Linked DNA regions of Mus musculus: all the other regions are linked to region 1. The links are chromatin contacts, called in public Hi-C and promoter capture Hi-C maps. All regions are on one chromosome and are shown on one strand. The core of a region is the stretch at or near the end of the contact, and the rest is flanking DNA. Distances in the headings are between cores, read along the strand shown.

Region 1 (2,701 bases), core at 92-2,591:
TTCACAGCATTTATCACTTTATCACTGATGTGTCTTTCATCCTACTGTAATGTCCAATGCACATAGGAAGAGGGGTGTGTGGGATGGACTCCCAAGGTCCAGGAGAAATGACTCACAAGGTACTCAAATACTTGTAGATTACGGGAATCCTAACATTACTCTGTACACAGAAGTTCTGCTTTGTTTAGGCTTCCCAATAGCACTGTTAACAATTCTAAGCCTCCAGCTCTTGTATTACTTTTTCTTAATTACCATTAGATACACATCCAAAAAGAAAACATACAAGAAACCTGTCACCCGCTAGTTACCGCACTTAACGGAGACATAAATAAGTTTCTAGGAGACGGTGGGTTGTACTGTCTTTTAACTCATGCTTTGTGTCACTTGGAGCAGACACTGGGGTGAAGGACCCTTCCAAATCGGTGGCGGGGCGTCCTGCGGTGAGATTTCTTCCACGTGCCCAGCTCCTTAAACTCGGCCCATGTGGACAGGCTCCCACGTGAACGCGTCTTCTCAGAAGCCGCAGGAAGCCCTTCCACGTCACGCCACCCGACGCCTCGCCAGGCTGGAGAGTTCCGAAGACCCCCCCCCCCCCAAGGGAGGAGCGAAGCGTGGAGCGGATGCGGACCCCGCGGTGGGCCGGCCACTTCCCTCCGCTCCCAACCGCGCCCACGCCACCCTACACCCCGGTGGCCGGGAACAAAGCCCGCGGCCGCACCACGGTCGCCCCACAACCCGGCTCCGGGACCCGTGGGCTGCGCCACACGCAGTTCCCGCGCGCCCCACCGAGCCTTTTCGGTTGGCCCGGAGCTGAGCGGCCGCCGTCCGTTACCCCCCGCAGACGAGCCCCTGGGACCTGCCTCGGGTCCCGGGTCCCCCGTACGGCGGCCGCGGGAAGCCCGCGCAGCCCTCAACCGGCGCTGCCCGCTCCGCGGCCCCGCAGCAGGCCGTGGGGCGCGGGTCCCCCACCGCCGACGCGGCACACTCGGCTGGCCCCAGCCTCACGCGCCGCTCTCCTGCTCGCCGCCACCGCCTGCAGCAGCTGCGAACACACGCGTCCCAACCCAGAGGCCCCGGTGCCAGCCCCAACCCGGCCGCCCAGCCTCCCCAGCCGTCCCGGGACTCCCAGGCTCCGCCGCGCACGGGGCCGGTTCTGGGGGAGGGAATGTAAACAAATCGGGGTTTTATAGTTACCTCACACTCGAGTGCCGTGTGCATCTCCTCTCCGCTCGGTACCAAACCCCGGCTGCACCCAGTCGTGTATTCTCCAAAGCCGCCTGCGCTATCTGCGTCGCGGAGCCTAGCGCGAGAGCCGGCGCTCTACGCCGACGGCGCACTCAGCCTGCTCCGGCTCCCTGCGCAGCCGCACCCTGGCCGCCTCAGCGCTACGCCGGCGGCGCACCCGGCCCGCTCGGGCGCCCTGCGCAGCCGCACCTCGGCCTGATCGGCGCTACGCCGGCGGCGCACCGGCAGCGTTCAGCCATTCACTTCGCGGACGCGCCTGGCGTAGGAGAGCGGCGGCACCGGCGGGAGCTACACCGACTGGCGGCAACTGGAAGAAATTAGATCTACGCAAATTGCGGAGCTCTGTAGCTCCGCGCTAGTTTTGTTCTGAGAAAGGACTCCTCGGGGATTGGGGGGAGTTGGGGCGGCTTTTAACGCATGCGTGGAACGGCCTTGGTCGCCTCGCCTGGCCTCGCACGTCGGTTGCTGAGGCCTTGGGCTAGCGGATGAGACGTAGAAGCCTGGAGAACGAGCGTCCTAGGCCGAAGTTTCGGAGTGATCAATTAGGATTGCTGATCTGTACACGGGTTAGACATCTATATTAAATTAACTCCGCCCCCTCTGTCCCAGCGACCGTGCCAGTCTCTGGGCAAAACTAAACTTTAGTGCTATGTGCAAAGTGTTTTGCATAACTCCCCCCACCGCACCCCCATTTAAAGAGCACTTACAGTGGGACTTCCCAAACAGAAAGGAGTTGAGTTTAAAAATGTCACGTAGTTCTGGTAGCTTTGGGTACCCATCCAAGGACTTCCCACCACCTTCTCTTACTGGAACAGTTTTACACCCAAAGGCAAGCCCCCCCCCCCCCATCCGCCCAGCAACACCGGTGCATTCATGCTTATATCCTGCCTGTTCTTGGATCCCTTTGCTCACACCGCCATTCTCAATGGCCTCCTCCCCTCTTAAGCAACTAACAACCCACAATTTTCTTAAAAGGAGGCTCGGCAAACTCTTTGCTTCATTATTCATTACTCTGCTTCCTGACTCTTAATTCATGTCTAGGCTTATTTGTATTCTGCCCAGATGCCTGTGTTTCTGTATTCAAGCTGAGCGTATTTACTAGTGAAAGTGAATTCTGGCCTTGCTTTATGGATGAACAGAGTGCATATAACTCTGAGCAGTAGTAATTGCCAGCTTTATGTATCAGGTACCTCCAGCATGCTTTGCGTGTGTATTAATTTAATATTCCTAACAGACTGAAGAATGACTACCCAGGAAATAAAGTCATAGGAAATAAGTAACTTGCCTGAGAGAACCGAGGAGGGGCATAGAAAGCCAAACCTATTCGGTATGGCTACGTGGCCTGTCTCGCTGACTTGAACTCCATGAAAGAAGCTGTTTTGCCTTTTGTTTTCTACCTGTACACGGAACATCTTTCGAGTGCTTAATGAGTGGCTAAAACCACAGTGAGCTTCTT
Region 2 (2,701 bases), core at 92-2,591, 4.7 Mb after region 1:
GTGAGAAAATCTGGGGAGCCTTCCACTCGAAGCCTCTTCTGTTAATGTCTGTCACAGTCTCTCATTACCAGAGAACAGAACTCACAGTGAGAGCTTCTGTCATAATGCGGGTGAAAAATAACAAGCTGGATTTTAAAGAGACAGTTATTATTGTACTTGTTTTTGGTTGGGCATAGAAATAAGCCATCAAGGAGCATGTATATTGTGCATAAACACAGATATACAGTTTTGCAAAGGAAAATTGTATTGTCATAGAAGTGTGACCATAAAGTAACGAGATTAATTTCCTTGCCACACATGTGGAAACCACTTATCATTCTGTGCATGGACATTTTCTGTAGTTGTGCCTCAAATACAGCAACATTTAAATAGCTAGCCTCGCAAATTTACCAGAGCCCTTTCTCAAGTCAACACCCAACCAGGTTAGCTTTAGGATTCTCATGAATGCTCCGAAACCTCCATGTCCATGACTATAATAGCCAGGTTTGGCAGACATGAAGTATGAGAGTACAAAACACAGAAAGAGCCAAACTGAGGGGGCAGCCACCTACCCCTATGGGCTCTGTTGGCCTCTGGCCAGTTGAACTAAGAGCTCAGAAAGTTTCTGTCCCCGTGCCTCTGACACCTGGAAGTCTGACATTCTTCACCAGGCAGTTTATTGATGTTATCTCTAATCCCTACAGCCACTCACAAATGTGCCCATTATTATCATCATTACCGAGTTACAGATGAGGAATAGACTCAAAAAGGTTAAACGACTCGCCTAAGGGCCCACAGGCACTAAGTGAGCACAGATTAGAACTTCTGTCTAATTACTAATCTTCTGTCTCATTACCAAGCCTGTGACTCAAAGACAAAGCCCTTCATGCCACAATTAACGCTGAAAATGTAAACAGGGGTGCCAGAGGATGCTTAAGAGCTTGTAGCTCACAATGAAGATAACCAGAAGTAACCAGAAGTCCAGTGGGCCTAAGTGTGTAGCACAGCCTCCCACAGCTCTGCCCAAGGATGCTCAAAGAAGTCTGCTTTAATTCCATCCACTGAGACAAAACTTGCTTTCATTCTGGGTCTTCAAAGGTAGCAAACACTGTTAAATTGCCCAGTTGACATATGGGAAATACTGTCAAGAAAATACCTAAATTATCAAAGGGAACTAAATTTTTTGTTTGTTCTGACAGAGTGCATTGGAGCTGTGTTCCCCTTCTCTTGCAAATGCCCTCTTGGCTCTTGGTCTCTCACAACCTTAGTCCCTTTTCATAGATAGTTCTACAGAGTGGAAGCAGCATTCTCAACGAGTAGATGTCAGCTGGGGTTCAGCCTGGTTGAGTTCAGTTTTGGAGGAAGACAACCCCAAGGTCTTTGATGTTATAAATGCTGAGGTATCATGCCCAGTCAAGCTTTCAGGAAACATACCAAGTTAGTCTTAATAGCTTCCTCCCCAAACACCAAAAATAAAAACAGAGAGAGAAAGAAGGGGGAGCAGAAAGATGACCAGAATAACATCTGGGGTCGCTGTCAGCCCCGCTCAGAACCCTTGTCTCTGTGTATCCTGTTCTGTGTGTCCTTGCCTCTGTGTGTACTGCTTAGCTCCAGGGATATCTAAAGTCGGAGGCCACTAAGACCTCAAGTCTACGAAGTAGTGATTCATAAAATTAAGAAAGAGAAACCAGTACTGACAACACTGTTAGGCAAAATTGTATTAAAATGCAACAATGTCAAAGGCTTCTGGTGGGGGAGTGGCTATTTGTTAAAGTAAAATTATTCTAATCACAAGGGATTGTCTTACTTTGATGCTTCTCATACTGATTCTTCGGTAACAACACCAACATCAACAGAAAGGAAATAAAGAGGGGGAGGGGCTTGCTATTAGTGCAGCTCAAAATCCCAGAGCTGGAATATGGACTTTCTCTCCAATGACAAAGTGACTCATGATATAGATGGCATCAGATTTTATTTGTCTGATGTTACAGGTCAGACACGTGAAATCTGACACAACAGAAAGAGCGTAAAGAAAGGCAATCTGAATTTAAAATTCAAAAATAGTATATATACTATTTTTGAATATATACTATTTTGACTTGGGTCCTAATCCTTATGAATTTAACCAGGTAATTTCAGCTAGTTAGGGGAAAGGGGTGGTGTCATATCCCTAAAATCTCAGTGTTGAGGAGGCTGGAACATAACACTAATTGTCTAAAAAGGAAATTACTTGGTTTACCTCTTCCACATAGGACACAGTCTACCTGGGTTAGCATATCAGAAACCATTTTGACAAGTGTGTATCCTCAGGGCCTATCTTATTACTGTAACTCAATAAATCATGACCAAGTCTTAAACAAGTGCCCTGGCCTCAGTTAACCAATCTATACAATGATATTCTTGCATAAGTGATCTGCAAAGCTCTTCCAGATTTTAAAAGTATGTATTTATAGGATAAAAGAAATGATTGCTCAATATATAAGCACAAAAATTATGGTATATCCATAGAAATGGATTAATCATCTCTCAGCAATAGATATAAAAAAAGAATGAACCTTAGCTACACACAACAATGCGGATGAATCTATAAATATTTGTGCTGAGTGAAATAAACCAGACAAGAAAAAAAAAAAAAGGAGAAAAAAAGCTTTCATTTACATAAAACCCTAGAAGGAGGACCCTAGCAAAGATAAAGAGATTTTTCCCCCTGGGGCATTGTGAA
Region 3 (2,701 bases), core at 147-2,646, 4.5 Mb after region 1:
TCTTTAAAGTCAGAGTACCACAAAGAGGGAGGGGCACAAACATCCTCCTTTTGTTTCCAATTTGGCCTTTAGTAGGAAAAGCCATCAACCTTTAAGCTTCGGGTCATATAGAAAGAGTACAAGCAATACATTCGTGTTGAATGAGTGCCATAAAAATTAAAATTGGGGCTGGAGAGATGGCCCAGTCAAGAAAGTATGTACCTGCCAAATAAGTATAAGGAGCTGAATTCAGATTCTCCAGCACCCATGTGAAACAGTAGGGTCCAGCAGCAGCATCCATTAGTAATCCCAGTACTGGGGAGGCAGATGCAGTCCTAGGGATTTCTGGCCAGCTAGTTTAGTCAAAAGAATGAGTCCTAGAGTCAGTGAGAGGCCTGTTTCAAAAAATAAGGTGAAGTAATTGAGAAAGACATCTGAAAAAAAAAAAGACATAAAGAGATCTATACACACACGCACACACACACATTAGGAAGAGACCTAACTCATATTGGGCATGCTGTAGGGTAGCCATTCTTATTTATTCTAATAAGGACCATCTAGTTCTAGAAGCTGGGGTTAAAGCATTCTTATTTAAAAGAAAATTCTCCAGTAATTCTAGGTTTACTTAGAGACACAGGGTTAAGAACAATTGCATAGGGACTGAACGTTTAGGAGGTGGGGTGGCAGGAGACGAGTGAGTCACAGATTGCTTAAAAAGCCAAAGTAGCCCTTATGCAGAGAACAGATGACTTTGGAGGGAGCTTGAACCCACACTTACTCTGTTCACCCAGCATTTCAGGAGCAGCCGGGTCTTTTCACAGCCTCTGGGCTTTGTCCCTGCCTCTGCACACCCACGGACAGTGTGCTGGCTGGCAACAGATTTACAACAGTGGGCTGCTGTCTGTCGGAAATCTTTGACTGGGGCAAGCTGGAATATGACCCCTTTCTCCTTCAAGTTTATCATCAATCAATGGTGCTCTGCCAACTCTATCAAGAGGATCCTAATCTCTTTTGCCCTTACGCTTCAAGAAAAGATTAGGCAGCAATCAAGAGCTTCTTGCCGGTAGGTTCACAAGGACTTTTCACACAAGGGCAAACACCCAGTAGGCTCCCAGAAAGCATCCCACTCAAGGGAGAGTAAATAGGTGATTGGATGCGGGTGCTTTTTGTCCCTGCGAAAGAAGACAACTTCCTGTGTATCATCAAAGATATTCGTGCCCTAGAATCTCTACTTTCTCCTGTGTTTGAATATAACGCTATAAGATAATGTTGGGATTCATGCAGCCCCGCTTTACTCCATTGATAGTAAGTCAGGACCATACCTAAACGAGTGGCTGAGCCTGGGTAAATGTCAAGGCAGTCACTTTTCAGACGGAGCTGTGGGCTTCGTGGCGTGCTTGTCCTTCTGTACCGTTCCTGATCACCTCCGGGAGTGGCCACCAAACGGAGCTCACAGTCACTGCCCCACATTTCATTGTTTCCCATGTGCCTTTAAGGAATCACTCTTGATCTCAGTCATAAAATTGGAAAGCCACACAACTGACAAGATGATCCCCCCAAGGCAGCTGAAATATGGGGTAGATTGAAACCGACAGTTAATTTGTAGCAGTAAAAAATAATGATATCATCATAAAACAAGTTTAAGATTAGACGAGGCTCAAACACTGTGCGCCCACAGGATATATAGATGGGTATTGTCGAGCTTAAATAACAAAGCAAAACAAAACTGAACCTCCCGGCTTCACTGGGCGAACCCTGTGTGCTCTTTTATGGTACACTACCGCCATCTGCTGGCTGGAACCAATAAAAGTCTAGCAGTCTCCTAAATCCTGGAATATTCCACTGTGCAGAGCCTGCTGTTAATTGCTATACACACGGAAACATATTTTTAACCTCCCAATATCAGTAAAATGATACAAATAAATCAGAGCTCCCTAGAATAACAAACAAATGAAAGAACCTAAGAGGCTAAAGACTGCCAAAGCGCCCCCCCCCCATCTGCCTGCCTCCAAGCTGCCCTTGCTTCAGGAGTACATCCCTAGCACATTGCCTTGTTAGCCCTGAGCTCCCTACACGCATTTTGCTTCCGCCTTCCTCCTCTCCAGATGCCTTCTCTCCCAGGCATCCTACAACCAGCACTTCAGTGATAGGCAAAGCAGCAGCTCTCAGCTAAAAACAGCCTCCTCCTGCAGATCTTAGGGAGGAAAACCACAGGCACTTGTCTTGTTCAGGGAAAGCAAAGCCCCAGTTGCATTAAGTGAGAAAAGGAACCGTAGGCTTTCAGAACCCTCTGAGCAGCGTTTTGCATGTTTTCCTCGGGGTTTACCTTACATTATGTCTGGATGCTCTAACGTGGCAACAAGTGTTCTTAAGAGGCAGAAAGGATAGAGGCTTTATAAGCAAATAAAATCTAGCCACTATAAAACCCTCCCCATTTTATAGTGTGTGCTCAATCTTACCACTTTAGACTTTCTGTTACTGTCACCACAGGCCTCGGGATACCAAACTCTCCGGGAATAAAGGAGCCCTTACTTAGCACATCTTCCTTCTTCAACATGACTTGTGGGTTGTTTTTGTTTGCTCGTTCGTTTGTTCATTTGTTTTTATTTTTTTAATTGCCTACAATTTCATTTTCTCCAAGTTAGCACGTAGTCATTGTGTAATAGAACATTTTATAAAAAGGCTTTCGAATTTTTACTTATTTAGAGAGCTTTTTATGTCA
Region 4 (2,701 bases), core at 54-2,553, 4.1 Mb after region 1:
GAAAAAATACCATAAATAACTGAATGATACAAACGCAAAAGGAAACCTCTTTGGTGCAAGGCACCAAGAACCCTGTGACTGCAGTAGTGACCTGAGTCGTAGGAGACAGACTCTTCTCTCCATCTATGTCCCAAAAAGCTCTGGGCCCTGAGAACTAACATGCCATTAAGCTAAAGAGTGTGTCTAACTGCGTGGAGTGCAGCAGAAGGAAGGCTGATATCTCTCTGCTGTTTCTGCTGGGGCTAAGGAGAACCAAGCGGAGGTAGTGACTCCTGCCGGGCTAGGCTCCCTTGCCTCTCCCAGGTAGCTGGGGATCCACAGACAAGGTGTAAAACGCCCAAGTCTAACGCCCAATCACTCCAAGCTCTCCTCCGGGATGCCGCTTCTCTGTGGATTCGCCCTGTAACCCATTCTCAGCTTGGATTCAGAGAAGTCTCTCGCTGCTCCTCCGGCCTCCTGTCCAGACCAAAATTGACCTTCCAACAACATTTTGTTGAACCTTTTAGACAGCCCCACAAATAGGTTCCGGTCTGTACCTTACCAAAGAGCTCCAGGGAAAGAGAATCAAATCTAGCAGGCTGAGCTGCGGAGAGCCTGGAAGGGATAGGAGGCACAGGGAGAATGGGGAGAGCCAGCGAAACTGGCTGCTCCAGCCTGGCGAGCACTGTCGGGCTTGCTCGGGGAGCTAGCTGCTGCTGCTGCTTTAAGCCACCAGAGTCTTTTGGCTCTCGCACTGCCGCCTCTTGCCCTCTTTTCTCTGCCACCGCCTAGAGAAGCATCCTAATGCTTCTTAAGCTACCAGGACATGCCCAGCCTGGATCTCTTTCCCGGACCGGCGGCGCCAACGGGACGCCCTCTGCTCCCTACCCGCTTCCCCTATTGCCCTGTGGCTGCGGGTCCTCCACCTACTCCGCCCCCACCACATCCAGCTGGAAGACAAGGCCACCCAGCCGCAGCGGGTGCTGTCAGCCCGGGGTCACGCACAGAAGAGAGGCGCGAGCCTGGACCTCGCACACAGTAGGGGGCGTCATGGAGCAGAGAAGCCAGGCAAGTGGGAGAAAGAACGTGGGAGTAGCCGCCCTGAAGCCTGAGCTTCTCCCAGGAGCCATCCCGCCTAGACCCACTCGGGTTAGAGCCTAGAGAACTAGCCCATCTGTGGCATCAGTGGCCGCCTCCTCCTTGCACCTCCTCACCGACCCCTCCCTCCCGGGACCTGCATCGCGCTCCGCCAATCAGAGTCCGACTGCCGCTTCCCACGTGACCCCGGGCGGGCTAAGGACCTGCTGCTTCCCAAACGCCAGAGGGATGCGGGCGGCAGAGCGCGAGAGGCGGCGGCTGGGCTGCGGGGCGCTGTGACTGTCCCTCCACCCAGTCTGGTCGCGCTCTTCTCTTCGGCCGATTGGCCGCCTCCTCTCCGCACCCTGGTTTCTGTCTCCTGCTCCTCCTTTGCCCCGACCCTGTTCCTTATGGCAGCAGCTCCTTGCATCGGGGGCGCAGCTTCTCAGCGGACTATCCTCTCACTCCGCAGGCTGAGCCCGGTCACTGGATGTTGCTGAAACTCCGGAGATCATGCTCTCCTTTGGTCGCAGTATCACCGCCGGCTGTCCCTGCCGCCGCCCCCTCCTCTGCTGCCGCGGTCCGCGGGATGCTCAGTAGCCCGCTGCGTGGCCCCTGCGATCCCGTGTTCTTCAGAAGCCTTTGGTTGCTGCAGAGTTGCGCGAAGTAGTCATGGTGCTGTGGGAGTCCCCGCGGCAGTGCAGCAGCTGGACACTTTGCGAGGGCTTCTGCTGGCTGCTGCTGCTGCCCGTGACGCTGCTTATCATAGCCCGCCCGGTAAAACTCGCTGCTTTCCCTACCTCCTTAAGTGACTGCCAAACGCCCACCGGCTGGAACTGCTCCGGTAAGTCCAGACCCTCAGCCCTCTACTTCACTTCTCCAAGCGCGGAACCCGCACAGACCTGTCTACTCTCATATGTCTGCCCAGCCACTGCCTGAAACCCAGAACTTCCCACCTCAATCCTGAGAAACATTGAGAACTGCTTCAGCTAAGGCTGGGCGTGCTGGGATAGGAACAAAGTACAGGTGTGGGGAACCATAGATGTTTGCCCCTTTCAAATCGGAGGATTTAGAGAAATACTACAGAGGTAGTTCTCCATCCTGGGGGAAAACACTAACGCAGAACATTTCCCATCATTAAAAAAAATAAAAATAAAAATAAAAGAGTCTAGCCTGGATGTGCGAAAAATAACTTTATGAGAAAGAACAATCAAGAAAGCAATAAATCAAATGATGACTGCAGGGAAACTGTTAAGGCTGCCGAAAATGCTTCTGAATGCAGGGGTTTTCTAGTCAGCACTGGGCCACAGATAATTCTAAGGAGGCAAGTTTCCAGGAACGGAGTCTCTCTCTCTCTCTCTCTCTCTCTCTCTCTCTCTCTCTCTCTCTCTCTCTCTCTCTCTCTCTCTTCCTCCTCTCCTCTCCTCTCCTCCCCTCCCCTCCCCTCCCCTGCCCTCCCTTCTCCTCTCCTCTCCTCCCCTCTCCTCTTCCTCCCCCTTTTCTTTCTCTTTTCTCCTCTAGCTTGTTCTGTCTATACCTCCCTAGCTCTCTCTTTTGCTCTCTCTAGCGCTCCCTCTCCCTCCCTTTTCTTCTCTCCTTTCACCCCCACCCCCACTCTCTTCTCTCTTCCTTTGGCTGCAAATGC
Region 5 (2,701 bases), core at 82-2,581, 3.0 Mb before region 1:
TAGCAACCAGAAGCCTTTCCAGAGCTTCCTGGCTGCTGCTGCTGCTGCTGCTGCTGCTGCTGCTGCTGCTGCTCCTCCTCCTCCTGCTCCTCCTCCTCCTCCTCCTCCTCCTCCTCCTCCTCCTCCTCCTCCTCCTCCTCTTGCAACAGCTGAGCTGTAGCAGCCAGTCTGCATCCTACTAACACCATCATCCCATCAGTTGAACCCACGTTCCAAAGTACCTACTCACCTGGGAATCAGACCCTGGAAACTCAATCACTTAGCAGTTTTCATTCGAGTATGTTTGCCTGGGTGGCCAGGATTCAGAAGGAGCTCACTCACTCTGAGAGCTATTTTTAGCCCAATTTTGGTACTTGGTAAAGTAGTAATAGCTGTTATATCCAGTTGCACAGAGCAAAAACAAACAAACAAACACCAAAAAACTAGACTTTGCCTTCTCTGAGAAGCTGAGGGCCCCTCAAGATAAACAGGCTAAGGATCCAATTGACACCCGCCCCGCCTGCCCCCTATGCTGTGCCTCCTTCCGCGACACGCTGGAGGAGTACCTGGTGGCGCGGGAGGAGAGTGGGGAGCGGGGAGTGTGAGACAGGATATCAGAGCATGGCCACACAGGGCATCCACGGAGAATGGCAACACTCAGCTGCTGAGTAATTTTCCTGCGGAGCAAACAGTCGGAGCAGGGACCCTGCCAATAGCTATAATATTTTTATCCTACTTAACCAGCACCGTCCCCAAGGATGTCCCCGCGCCGCACTCTCCAGGTTCACCCTAACCCTAACCCTGGGTGCTGTGGACAGCACAGCACAGCGGTTCGGGTCAGTACGAGCTGGCGGGCGCTGCGAGGTTGGCCGAGTCCGCAGTGTCTACAGCTCGGGGAACGTGTCCACCGCGTCCCGGGCAAAGGCCCCAACACCGGCCACCGGTCCGACGCCGGGCCTACGCGGAAGCGGGCAGCAAGCAAAGCGGCCAGCGGCTCCACAGCACAAGTTCAGCCTCGTGGAAGCTGTGAACCGGTCCCCGGCCCTGAACAGCCTGCTGCTCGGCCGCAGCGCCCGCTCCCCGCCGCGCGGGAATGAATGGGCTCCCGCCCACCGCGCACGCACTCACAGGCGGCGTAGGCGAACAGCGCGATGCCGAGCAGAAGCTTCATCCTCCTGCGGTTGACTGAAGAGACAAGGCGCAACAGCCCCTTGCTCACCATGCCCGGGAACCGCTCGGGTCCGGGGCCTGCCGCGCCGGCCAGCCGCAGCACAATGCGCGGCGGCCCGAGCCCCGCCCCCGTGCACCAGCCCCACCCCCGCGCGCCCGGCTTCCTGCCGGCTAAACCACTGCGCTCGCGCGGCTGGGTCCCGGCCTCCGGCTCCGCCCACAGCCGTGCCCCGCCCTCATCCTCCTTTTCCCCGCAAGCGCAGTGTAATCCCTGAGTTTTCAGGATGGTGTCAATCAACCAGGGATGGGTGGGCACAGTGGGTGGCTCGGAGCGCGCATGCGCAGCCCAGTGTGCTTGCCCCCTTTTCGCTGCTGGGGTAGCGTTCGACGTTTGGCGCGGATCTCGGAAGTTCGCCTGCAACTTGCAGGGCGCTTGCGCGTTCTTAGTCCTACACGGCCGGCTGGGCTGTGGCCTCGCGCTGTTGGAGATGAAGAACTGGTTTGCTGTAATTGGTGTGTCTTGACAGTGAACAGTTGAGTTTCTATGAGTGCGGGGCTAGTAAGTTGCCTTCTTAGCTGTTCTTTTTGCAAGGCAGGAAAGTGATAAATCCCAAACGCGCCGGTGAATCGACAACACTTCTCTTCATTTTCTTTATTTTAAAGATGAAGGGTATATTATCATGAAGAGGTTGTTAATCGTTGGAATTTAGGACAAACCACACTGCAGTGGGAACAGCAGAAATGAGCAGGGATCATTTCTGGTACAAAGTGTATGGGAATAATTTCAGAACAACAGACACTTTGCCTGATCATAGTTACCAAAAGCGAGACAGAATGCTCTGGTTATGTCTTCTCCTTAAGCATAGCACAATGAGATCTGAGGTACTTTTCCTCTCAGATGTTTGAATATTAATGAGACTCAGTGTTGGCAGACAGTTTCACATTCATAACAACCCTGATAAAAGATAGAAACATGAGGGCTGCTTGAAGACCTATGAAGAAAGGGTTGCCATCTTCAGATTGTATGAGTGTACTGTAATGTTGGGATGTCTGCATGGTTAAGGAGGGAAGAACATAGACCGGAGACTGTGACTCTGGATTTTCATGTCTCCATCTGTAAGTCATTTCCAATTCAGGAATTTTCTGGTGAGTTTTAAGAACTAAAAACTATCCATTGAAAGGACAATTTAGAGCAAAAGCTCCACATCCTATCAAATAGGCAGACTCTTGTCAAAAGTAACTACATTAATAGTGTAGAACACAGAGGTTCCTAAAAGTGACCCATAAAACTTTGCTTTGAGCAATAGTGATAGGAAATGGTGAATTAATCAGTTGATTTTGGACTGTATCACCCAGTACTGTATTGTACCTGTCAAGCTATATCCTAAGGGAATGCATACAAAGAGTCTTCAGAAACACATGTTCTGCTAGGCCTTAGGGTATTTGATAGAATCAGAAAAGTCCTCTTTCCTTAAGATACCTTCCATCCATCTGTCAGGAAATTGTCATAATAAATGCATACCCTTTTGTCTGTAACATTGTACAGATCTAT

Evidence for each region. Promoter capture Hi-C pulls out the DNA fragments that hold promoters and counts their contacts. A called contact is a pair of places that touch in the nucleus more often than the background predicts.
Region 2: a contact with region 1 is called in a promoter capture Hi-C map of pre-B cells. The contact joins the enhancer-like site here to the promoter of Slc39a10 in region 1. A contact is called at or near these places in 2 of 39 promoter capture datasets (cranial neural crest and pre-B cells), 3 of 484 Hi-C or Micro-C datasets (CD8 T cells, adipose-derived mesenchymal stem cells and cerebral cortex) and 1 of 115 datasets of contacts at active chromatin or transcription factors (astrocytes).
Region 3: a promoter capture Hi-C map of hippocampal neurons shows a contact between it and region 1, with 4 times the contacts expected there. The contact joins the promoter of 9330175M20Rik here to the promoter of Slc39a10 in region 1. A contact is called at or near these places in 5 of 39 promoter capture datasets (cranial neural crest, frontonasal cranial neural crest, hippocampal neurons and 2 more) and 5 of 484 Hi-C or Micro-C datasets (cerebellum, cerebral cortex, cortical neurons and 1 more).
Region 4: a Hi-C map of cerebellum shows a contact between it and region 1, with 2.3 times the contacts expected there. The contact joins the promoter of Tmeff2 here to the promoter of Slc39a10 in region 1. A contact is called at or near these places in 2 of 39 promoter capture datasets (cranial neural crest and second pharyngeal arch cranial neural crest) and 4 of 484 Hi-C or Micro-C datasets (cerebellum, cerebral cortex and cortical neurons).
Region 5: a contact with region 1 is called in a Hi-C map of uterus, with 7 times the contacts expected there. The contact joins the promoter of Uxs1 here to the promoter of Slc39a10 in region 1. A contact is called at or near these places in 2 of 484 Hi-C or Micro-C datasets (muscle stem cells and uterus).

The regions. Positions count from the first base shown.
Region 1 is chr1:46,852,277-46,854,977 of GRCm38.p6, forward strand. It overlaps Slc39a10 (solute carrier family 39 (zinc transporter), member 10), which reads right to left and starts at 1,342. Exons shown (of 10, transcript NM_172653.3): 1 at 1,195-1,342.
Region 2 is chr1:51,591,185-51,593,885 of GRCm38.p6, forward strand. The region is part of intron 1 of Gm17767 (predicted gene, 17767); the gene reads right to left. Among named protein-coding and RNA genes, the nearest start is that of Gm17767, 4.2 kb to the right of the region's middle. Within about 2 kb of position 1,342, at least 20 of the 459 cell types and tissues checked have an H3K27ac peak or open chromatin away from gene starts, as enhancers often do. A contact at or near this core is called in pre-B cells, where this site is marked.
Region 3 is chr1:51,332,383-51,335,083 of GRCm38.p6, forward strand. 9330175M20Rik (RIKEN cDNA 9330175M20 gene) reads right to left here and starts at 1,397. Exons shown (of 5, transcript NR_045151.2): 1 at 1,302-1,397.
Region 4 is chr1:50,926,220-50,928,920 of GRCm38.p6, forward strand. Tmeff2 (transmembrane protein with EGF-like and two follistatin-like domains 2) reads left to right here and starts at 1,304. Exons shown (of 10, transcript NM_019790.4): 1 at 1,304-1,900. The coding sequence starts at 1,729.
Region 5 is chr1:43,826,508-43,829,208 of GRCm38.p6, forward strand. It overlaps Uxs1 (UDP-glucuronate decarboxylase 1), which reads right to left and starts at 1,332. Exons shown (of 15, transcript NM_026430.4): 1 at 1,108-1,332. The coding sequence starts at 1,201.